Linked DNA regions of Siniperca chuatsi: region 2 is linked to region 1. A link is a contact called in public Hi-C data. All regions are on one chromosome and are shown on one strand. Each heading gives the region's core, a stretch centred on a gene start, on an enhancer-like site or on the middle of the called end of the contact. The rest is flanking DNA. Distances are from core to core; before and after follow the strand shown. Region 1 holds the start of ubl3a (ubiquitin-like protein 3a). Region 2 overlaps ubl3a (ubiquitin-like protein 3a).

Evidence for each region. Hi-C and Micro-C count contacts between places; a contact is called where the count stands out from the background.
Region 2: a contact with region 1 is called in a Hi-C map of liver, with 4 times the contacts expected there. The contact joins the enhancer-like site here to the promoter of ubl3a in region 1. A contact is called at or near these places in 3 of 3 Hi-C or Micro-C datasets (liver, skeletal muscle and an unstated tissue).

Annotation. Positions count from the first base shown.
Region 1 is chrLG14:15,569,564-15,573,478 of ASM2008510v1, forward strand. ubl3a (ubiquitin-like protein 3a) reads left to right here and starts at 2,288. Exons shown (of 5, transcript XM_044222167.1): 1 at 2,288-2,993. The coding sequence starts at 2,967.
Region 2 is chrLG14:15,604,726-15,608,640 of ASM2008510v1, forward strand. It overlaps ubl3a (ubiquitin-like protein 3a), which reads left to right. Exons shown (of 5, transcript XM_044222167.1): 5 at 913-2,753. The coding sequence ends at 965. Among protein-coding and RNA genes, the nearest start is that of LOC122888132, 18 kb to the right of the region's middle. Within about 2 kb of position 1,651, the one cell type or tissue checked has an H3K27ac peak away from gene starts, as active enhancers do. A contact at or near this core is called in liver, where this site is marked.

The DNA of each region.
Region 1 (3,915 bases), core at 1,038-3,537:
GACAAATTGCTCTTAATTTCTGTTTTATATCATCACACTCACTATACCTTTGGTTTGAGATCGTTGGTTACTTTGAGTCTTGGGAAATTGTGGACATTTTTCAGTATTTTTTGACATTTTATCATTTTGTTATCAATCAATTAGCAAATAATCAAGAGATGAATAGACAGTAATCATTACTTGCTGCTCTACTTGGCTCACTAGCTGAAAATCAGACACTGACCTTAATTTTGAAAACACAGCCAACAAAAACACATTCACACCTCACTGTGTTTGTGCAGACATGCTTACACTTTTCTGTGTGTGCGTGTGTGTGTGTGTATGTCAGACCCACTACCCCCTCTCCACTCTCCCTTTATGGTGGGGAGATTAGGTAGTTAATCCTGTAGATCTCAGAGAAAAAGCCACTCCTGATGCCACAATGGATTTCACTCAGTCCACCAGAGAAAGGACAGACCTGCTGCCGATACGCATCTCGACATCTGACAGAAACAGCCCCCAACACACACGCACACACACGCACACAGGCGCGCACACAAGGCAGATGTATTAGATGCATGCTATAAATAACCCCACAACCATATTATGACACTGTCATGTCTTTTTCCAACTCTTTATTATAATAATACTTACTATATACTGTATGTAATATATGTAATACATACTACATATGTTACTGTAGCCTATATACACAGTAAAACCAGTATTTCACCCCCCAAAATCCCTTGTGCTGCTTAATAAAGGCCATTATAATATTGTTTCAGCTTTGCAAGACATTCTTCACCCTCCATGACAGCAATCCTGGATACTGAGTGGCTAATTTATTGATTAAGTCATTACAGAAGGATGACTTGTCACTTGACTTGTCTTATTCTCTAAGTCACAGCTCACTTCAAATGGACCAACTATCACCATGCATGACTGCAAATGAAACTGTTAGTAAAACAGTTGAGTTATGAGTACTACTGTGAATCCAAGAAGACTCCGGTTGAAAGACATTAAATCCAGCTCTAGCAGTGCTCTTCTGCAGCTGACTCTGACCTTTGACCTTCCCAGATATTCTGAATTTCTACACCCTCTTTTCTCTGTGTCTCTTTTTTACAAGAAGGAAACCCTCCCTCCATGCTTGTTTCTCAGGATGTGTGTGCAGTCATTCCTCCTCCAAGCTGAACTCTCTCCCACTCACGCTCCCACTGCTTCCAGCACTCTCCCCTCTGTTCCACCCCCCAATGTGGGGACTGCCGCCATGTTCTTAAAGGGGCTGCATCAAGCAGCACATTTAGAAACATTAAACCCGGATATAAAGTAAGTTTAAATTCAAAATAAAACTTAAAATGAAACTAAATTAAACCTCTAAAAAAACCTAAAGGATGCTAGCAAATTCAGTTAAAAAATCTATTATTTGTAGGCTAGATATCAACCAAAATGTTTTGATTAGGGTGCCAAAAAACATACTATATAATAATAACGATAACATTATACTTTTTTCCTATATCATACTTTTCTAACTATAATTACACTTATACTACTACAAGACTCTTGAAATTAACAAAAAAAATGATTTTAATTTGGAAATTATCATGTATTGAATAATAATGACCAAGCATTAGCCTATGTGTCAACCATAGCAAGTACTTAAAAGTATAGGCCTTTTGAATTGAAGACATTTTGACTGTCACAGTAGGAAAAGCAAAGGATTTAAATCATGTCTTGCAAATTAATTTCTCTGCTGTGTTTTTTTTAAACCCATTTCCCCCCTCTGCTGTATACATGCACATATATAACTGTTATGTGTTAAGTCAAATATGTAAAGAAGGGTGTAATTTCAACTGGGGATGGGTGTGATATTCTATGTTTAACAGTTTCCTTTTGATTTCCTCACTAAAATCTCCTAAACTGTGTTGTTTGACTATCAAGCTCTGTGTGTTTTTCGAGTGTAAAAAATAATTTAATCTATGTTTTTATTTACAGTTAATGTTCACCTGAGACACCAATCAAAGGTAAAGAAACAGAGCACCATGCTCTTTGTAGTAGGAAAGCACGATAACCAATTTCATTCAGAGTGTATTGTCCACTAGATTGATATATGTACATAGCCTACATTTAGGAAGTAGCATTCATGTGCTTCTTTTAGTTGAAAACTTCTGACTTTATTGTGAAACACACATTCTGAAACATACGCCCTTGTAATAAAACGACCAAAAAGAAAAAGAAATGCGTATACTGCGCACAATGCATGTTTTATTTTGAAATGTGTAACCGGAAGTCCCGTGGGATTTCCCGTTGCTCGCTTGATGTTAGTTCCTGAAGCAGGATGACAGCTGAGCTGAACGGGTCGTAAAGGTACGGCAGCGCAGTCTGCAACATTAACAACAATCATCACAAACTCCCGTGTTAAAGCGAAGGACCGACAGATTTCGCCGTGTGACGCGTGTTTGTACCAAGTGTGTTTGAGTTTATAAGAGGACGGTAACTGTTAACCTTGCGGATATTATTTTATCTTTTTCACCAAGAGAGAAAAAGATCCGTGTCCGGATGTGCCAGCAGTATTTGGTTTTTCGCATGGCGTAGGCACCTTTTCTTAAGCAGGATATTCTTGATGTTTGGAGGGTCCGAAGAGGCCCTCGGGTCGACAGCTTATCCCACTAACATTAACTATACTTCCAAATTGACCAATTTGTGTGGGAAATGATCAACGAAATGATTGTGCAATAGAGAGGAAGACGCGCAGTAACACGTCTTGACAATCTCAGTGTTGTGACTGTGGAGAGAGCAAGTCACCAGGAATAAATTGTGTTTTTGTTTCCCGGCCGTAAACCCAACAACGACGTGTTTGTGAGAGCTGTTACAAGGGAGACGAAAAGAGGAAATATTTGTGTCCTTGTCTCGTGTGTGCGTGCGTGCGTGTGTGTGTGTGTGTGTGTGTGTGTGTGTGAACCCCTCCAAGGACCGGGAAAACCTTCACGATGACGGGCAGCACCCCAGCGGACATGGTGAGAGAATTTACTGTCAGTTTTTCACACTTTACCATTTACATCCATTTATTCCCATTAGGTTAGTTTGAACAAAAAAAAAAAAAAAAAAAAGCGGGTCATCGCGCCATTCAAGGCTTCTGGTTTCATTAAGTTGATTTCTTCACAGTGTTGAGATCATCGCTGTAGAGGCCCAGTACGACAGTGATTGTGAACTATACATCCTAGTGGTTCCCACAGTTGGGTTTGTGGATCTCCACTGCACCTTGGGAAGGAAACTGTGGCAAGTTTTACTTCCTTAACTGTAACTCATGTAGCCTGAACCTTTACATTTTTGCTGACCATTTTTAAAATACGTGTTTTAGATTTTTTTTAAAAATGTCTTTTTCCTATAGTTCCAGGAAGCCATTGGCTCCCATTGATTTGTCTATAGGATGAAACTCTATACGCACACACTCGAAACATCTTTATGTTCTGCAGCGATCAATAGTGCATTCACTGTTGTGTGTCACAGTATCGTTGTGCGGTAAGGCATTTAATGCCCAGACAGATTTGAAAAGTTTGCACTGAATTGCCTCATGATGATAATGCAAGTTTAATAAAAATTAATGCAGACTCGATGTTCACTAAAGATGAAACGATTGAACGATATATCATTAGTCGATCGAAATTAATTGCCAATTTTGATAATTGAGTAGTCATTTATCAAGCAAAAATGCCAAACATTAGCTGGTTCCAGCTTTTGAAATGTGAGGATTTGCTGCTTTTCTCTGTTTTATATGTCTGTAAATTGAATACGTTTTGGTTTCAGACTGTTGGTGAGACAAAACAAACAATTTGAAGATGTGAACTTGAGCTCTGGGGAATTCTTTCAGTATTAACTAATATTTTATAGAGTAAATGGAAAAATAATTGTTTCATCAGTAATGAAAATAATAGTTGC
Region 2 (3,915 bases), core at 401-2,900, 35 kb after region 1:
TAGGTGACAGGTCTCCTTTTTGTGACTGTGTAGCAGAAGGTGATTGGGGTTGAATTCAACTGTGGATTAGACTTAACAAATACAGTAGAGTTCATATGGACATCTAAGTTCACTGGTTGCACAAAGCGCTGTAGTTATTGACTATCTGCATTTTGCTATGCATTCTGGGTAAAGTAGTCCCAAGGTAAAATAAGGTGAAATAAATAATCACCTCATTTTACTCCACAAGAAAATCTGTCCCTTGTGGAACAACAACGACAAGGCAAAGTTCAGTTATATGTGAAGAAATAGCAGGTAAAACACTAATAGAGCCATGTTTTCTCTCTTTTGTCAGTTATAAGGAAGTGACAATAGATGCTTAAAATAGAAACAAAGCTCTTAATTCTTGGTATTGGCTGGAGGTTCGGTGGTAGACCTTTTAGCATTCAGTCTTTATTTTTATGACACCATTTAAGTTAAACTTGTCTAAAAGCAAAACCAAGTGGGCCTGTTGCTTCAGGTACAGGTGAGACACGAAAAATACTATCCAGGAAGTCCAGTTTCAGTAAACAGATCGACGAGTTTGAAGGATTATCAGACACTAAAATGCTGCACAGTGGAACAGTAGAAATGCGGCTTTCATGTTACAAAGTAATGGTGATTGGTCAACATAACACTTTGTTGGATGATGTCGAGTTGCATTGGCAAAAGTTTAGTGTCAGGTTAAACTTCTTTTGCCAGACGGCCCTTGTGAATCTGGCCTCAGATCACATTTAATGGAGTTGATTTTAGTCTTGTCACATGTAAAAAGTTTTGAAATTCTATCTCATCATATATATTTAGCGGGTACCTCTCTGACTGTGTAGGATCAGTGTTTGTCTTGATGATGATGTTTTTTTGTGTGTGTGTGTGTGTGTGTGTGTGTGTTCCCAGGTCAGAGGAATCGAGAGAAGACCGGGGAGAGTAACTGCTGCATCATTCTGTAAATACACACCTCCGCTGTCGGCCCTCCATCCTTCTCATCCATTCTTGCCCTCAACATCCTGAACCTACTGTAATGAGCTTTGTCCCCTGTCCTGGAGGCTGTCAACAATGTGGATATGCATACAGACAAACACACACTCTCTTCCCCACCCCTCCTCTCTCACACAGACATAGAAAGTAGACAGGGTCATCCAGGACACAGAGTTTGGAGCAGGAAATTGATTAACGATAGAGTTGATTCCTTTGTTGTACTTGATTTTTTGTCATAACTGAAAATCAAAGGAAGAAACTGGATTTGCATGTGTTTTTTTTTTCTTAATGCGTACCTTTTTAAGCCTTCTGCCATGTACATGCACACAAACATACACGTACACACACACACACACACACACACAATAGACATATACACCCTGTCTAGCCCTCCTCAGCCGGTTTGTTAAGTCAGTTTCTTACTGGCTCCTCATTCTAGCTAGTTGTCATGGTAATGCAGTGCCCAAGTTCGTGTGTGTGGCCTTCTTTTCTCATACAGACCGCTGAGAATTTGAACCACTAACAACATACACACACACACACACACACACACACACACACACACACACACACACACACACACACACACACATATATATATTCCCTGTCTACACATCCAACCATATGTGCTTGTGTGATCTCCCTCAGTGCAGCAGACAAAGCTTAGACGTGCCTGATCAGAGAACTCAAACTAGGACACACACACAGACACACACATATACACACCTGTGTCCTTTTTACTGCCCTCCTCTGCATGTGCCCTGAAGGGTCACAAGAGAGAAATTATTCCTTTTTGTCTGCAGAGCGCTGTACAGACCGCCCACACCCTACTCTTTCAGTCGTCATATTTTAGCCAAACAAAGCCTAACAAACAAACAAATAGACAAACAACCAGTGGCAGTGGTCTTGTTTTGGTTATTTGTTTGTCCATGACATTTGTGACTGTGTTTTGACAGTCCATGTATTTTACTGACCGACCAGTGTTGTGATTAATAAAACGTCATGTCAGTCCTCCACAATGCACCATCCCTCATTATGCTCCTTTTTTTTAACAGTGTTGTGAAGGATCTCTCTCTTGACAGTAGCTGTCCAAGCAGGGAAATGAACTTGGAATGAAAATGTTCCCTATTTGTTTTAATTCGCTTATTACTCTCTTCTTAATTATCTCTCTCTGCATTAATAAATCCATTTTGCACAACTGAAGCATGTGCTCCTTCATCAGATTAATAAAAATGTATAAAAAGTTTTATTGTTTTATTTTATATTTTTCCAATGGAAGTAATGTTCCAAACTAAGGTAACGTGTAGAATATATTTAATATGAATCTTATATAGATCATGATGACTCTAGATCTTGTTGATATGCAGTATATTGGTGTTTAGTCTATGATTGTGCGTACGGTTAGCTTCTAGCCAGTTCACAGTCACTCGCTGACAATGTCTTGTGCTTAACAGCAGCAAAACCTCCCTAATCATCGACAGACTGTATTTTTATTTTCTTTCTTTCTGTGCTCTTTTATTATTATTTTTTTCATTTGTTTATAATTTAATGTAATCCTTTTTCTTTGTTTTTTTGCTTTAAAGAATTGCTTTGTAACAGCACTAGGTCTTAAAAAATATTGTTTATATTGATCAGGGTTCAAATCTGTACAGAGATAAACGTTTTCAAACCAATTGTAAATAGCACTAATGCTCCCTCTCCCCCCTCCAAACTTCAAAATGGAATACATCTGTAATCTAAATAAAGGTTATTGAAGTGCACTGGCTTTTGTCATGATTTATTGCACATAAATCATAAAACTCTTTTGAGTATCACATGATTTTGACAGCCTACTGTTGACACTCAGCAATGATTTTTAAGTGCATCACCGGACAGTCAAGAAGAGTTTCAGCAGACAGCTGAATCAGATGGGTGTCTTTAGGTGTCAACTATCTGACAACTATATGGAAGTGGATTGAGAAGTATTTCTCTTGAAATTATTCTTGATAGTCCGGAAACTGTCAGCAGATTAGGTTAGGAAACAAGTTGTTTAAAGTTAGAATTAAGGCTGTGTTTTACTTTGAAGACATGTAAAACACTTAGCTACAGTTAGTTGTTGTAATGAAGTTGACACTTTTCATTTGAAGTTATGAATGAAGTACTTGGATTCTTAAAAGTAGTAATACCACAATGTAAAAATTACTCCATCACAAGTATGCATTCAAAATTTTACCTAGGTGAAAGTACGGTGTGGTCAGTTTAATGTGCCAAAAATATCAAAAATAAAAAAAAAAGTACTCACTATGCAGAATGACCCCCGTTTAGAGTGTTAAATTATCCTATAAGTTATATTAATTTTATTTATTATTATTGATGCATTAACATGTAAGCAGCATTTTAATATACCTGGTTGAGGTGGTTCTCCTTTTATAGGAACTACGGAATGTAACAAAGTACATACTCAAGTACTGTACTTATTTACATTTTAGAGGTACTTGCTACTCTGCTACTATAATTCTGCTCCACTACATGTCAGAGGGAAATATTGTACTTTTTACTTCACTACATTTATCTGACAGTTGTAGTTACTTTTTAGACTAAGAGTTTACATACAAAACATTGCACAACCTTATTATTGCACAGTACAATGTATTGACACAGATTAGTGGCTCCCAACCTTTTTGGCTTGTGACCCATTACTACAAAGCAGTGTCTGGTTGGGGCCCTTGTCATGCTTCTTCTTGGCAGTCCCACCAACACCACATCTCCCCTCTAAACTTCTCTGATTGTTTTATTATTTTATTAAAATAGTGAAAAGTCCAAAACATGAATATAAATTTCTAATAATGACGATTAATTTTCCTTCTACTTTTGATGCTTTAAGCACATTTTGCTGATAATATTTCTGTACTTTTACTTAAGCAGAATTTTGAATGAAGGACT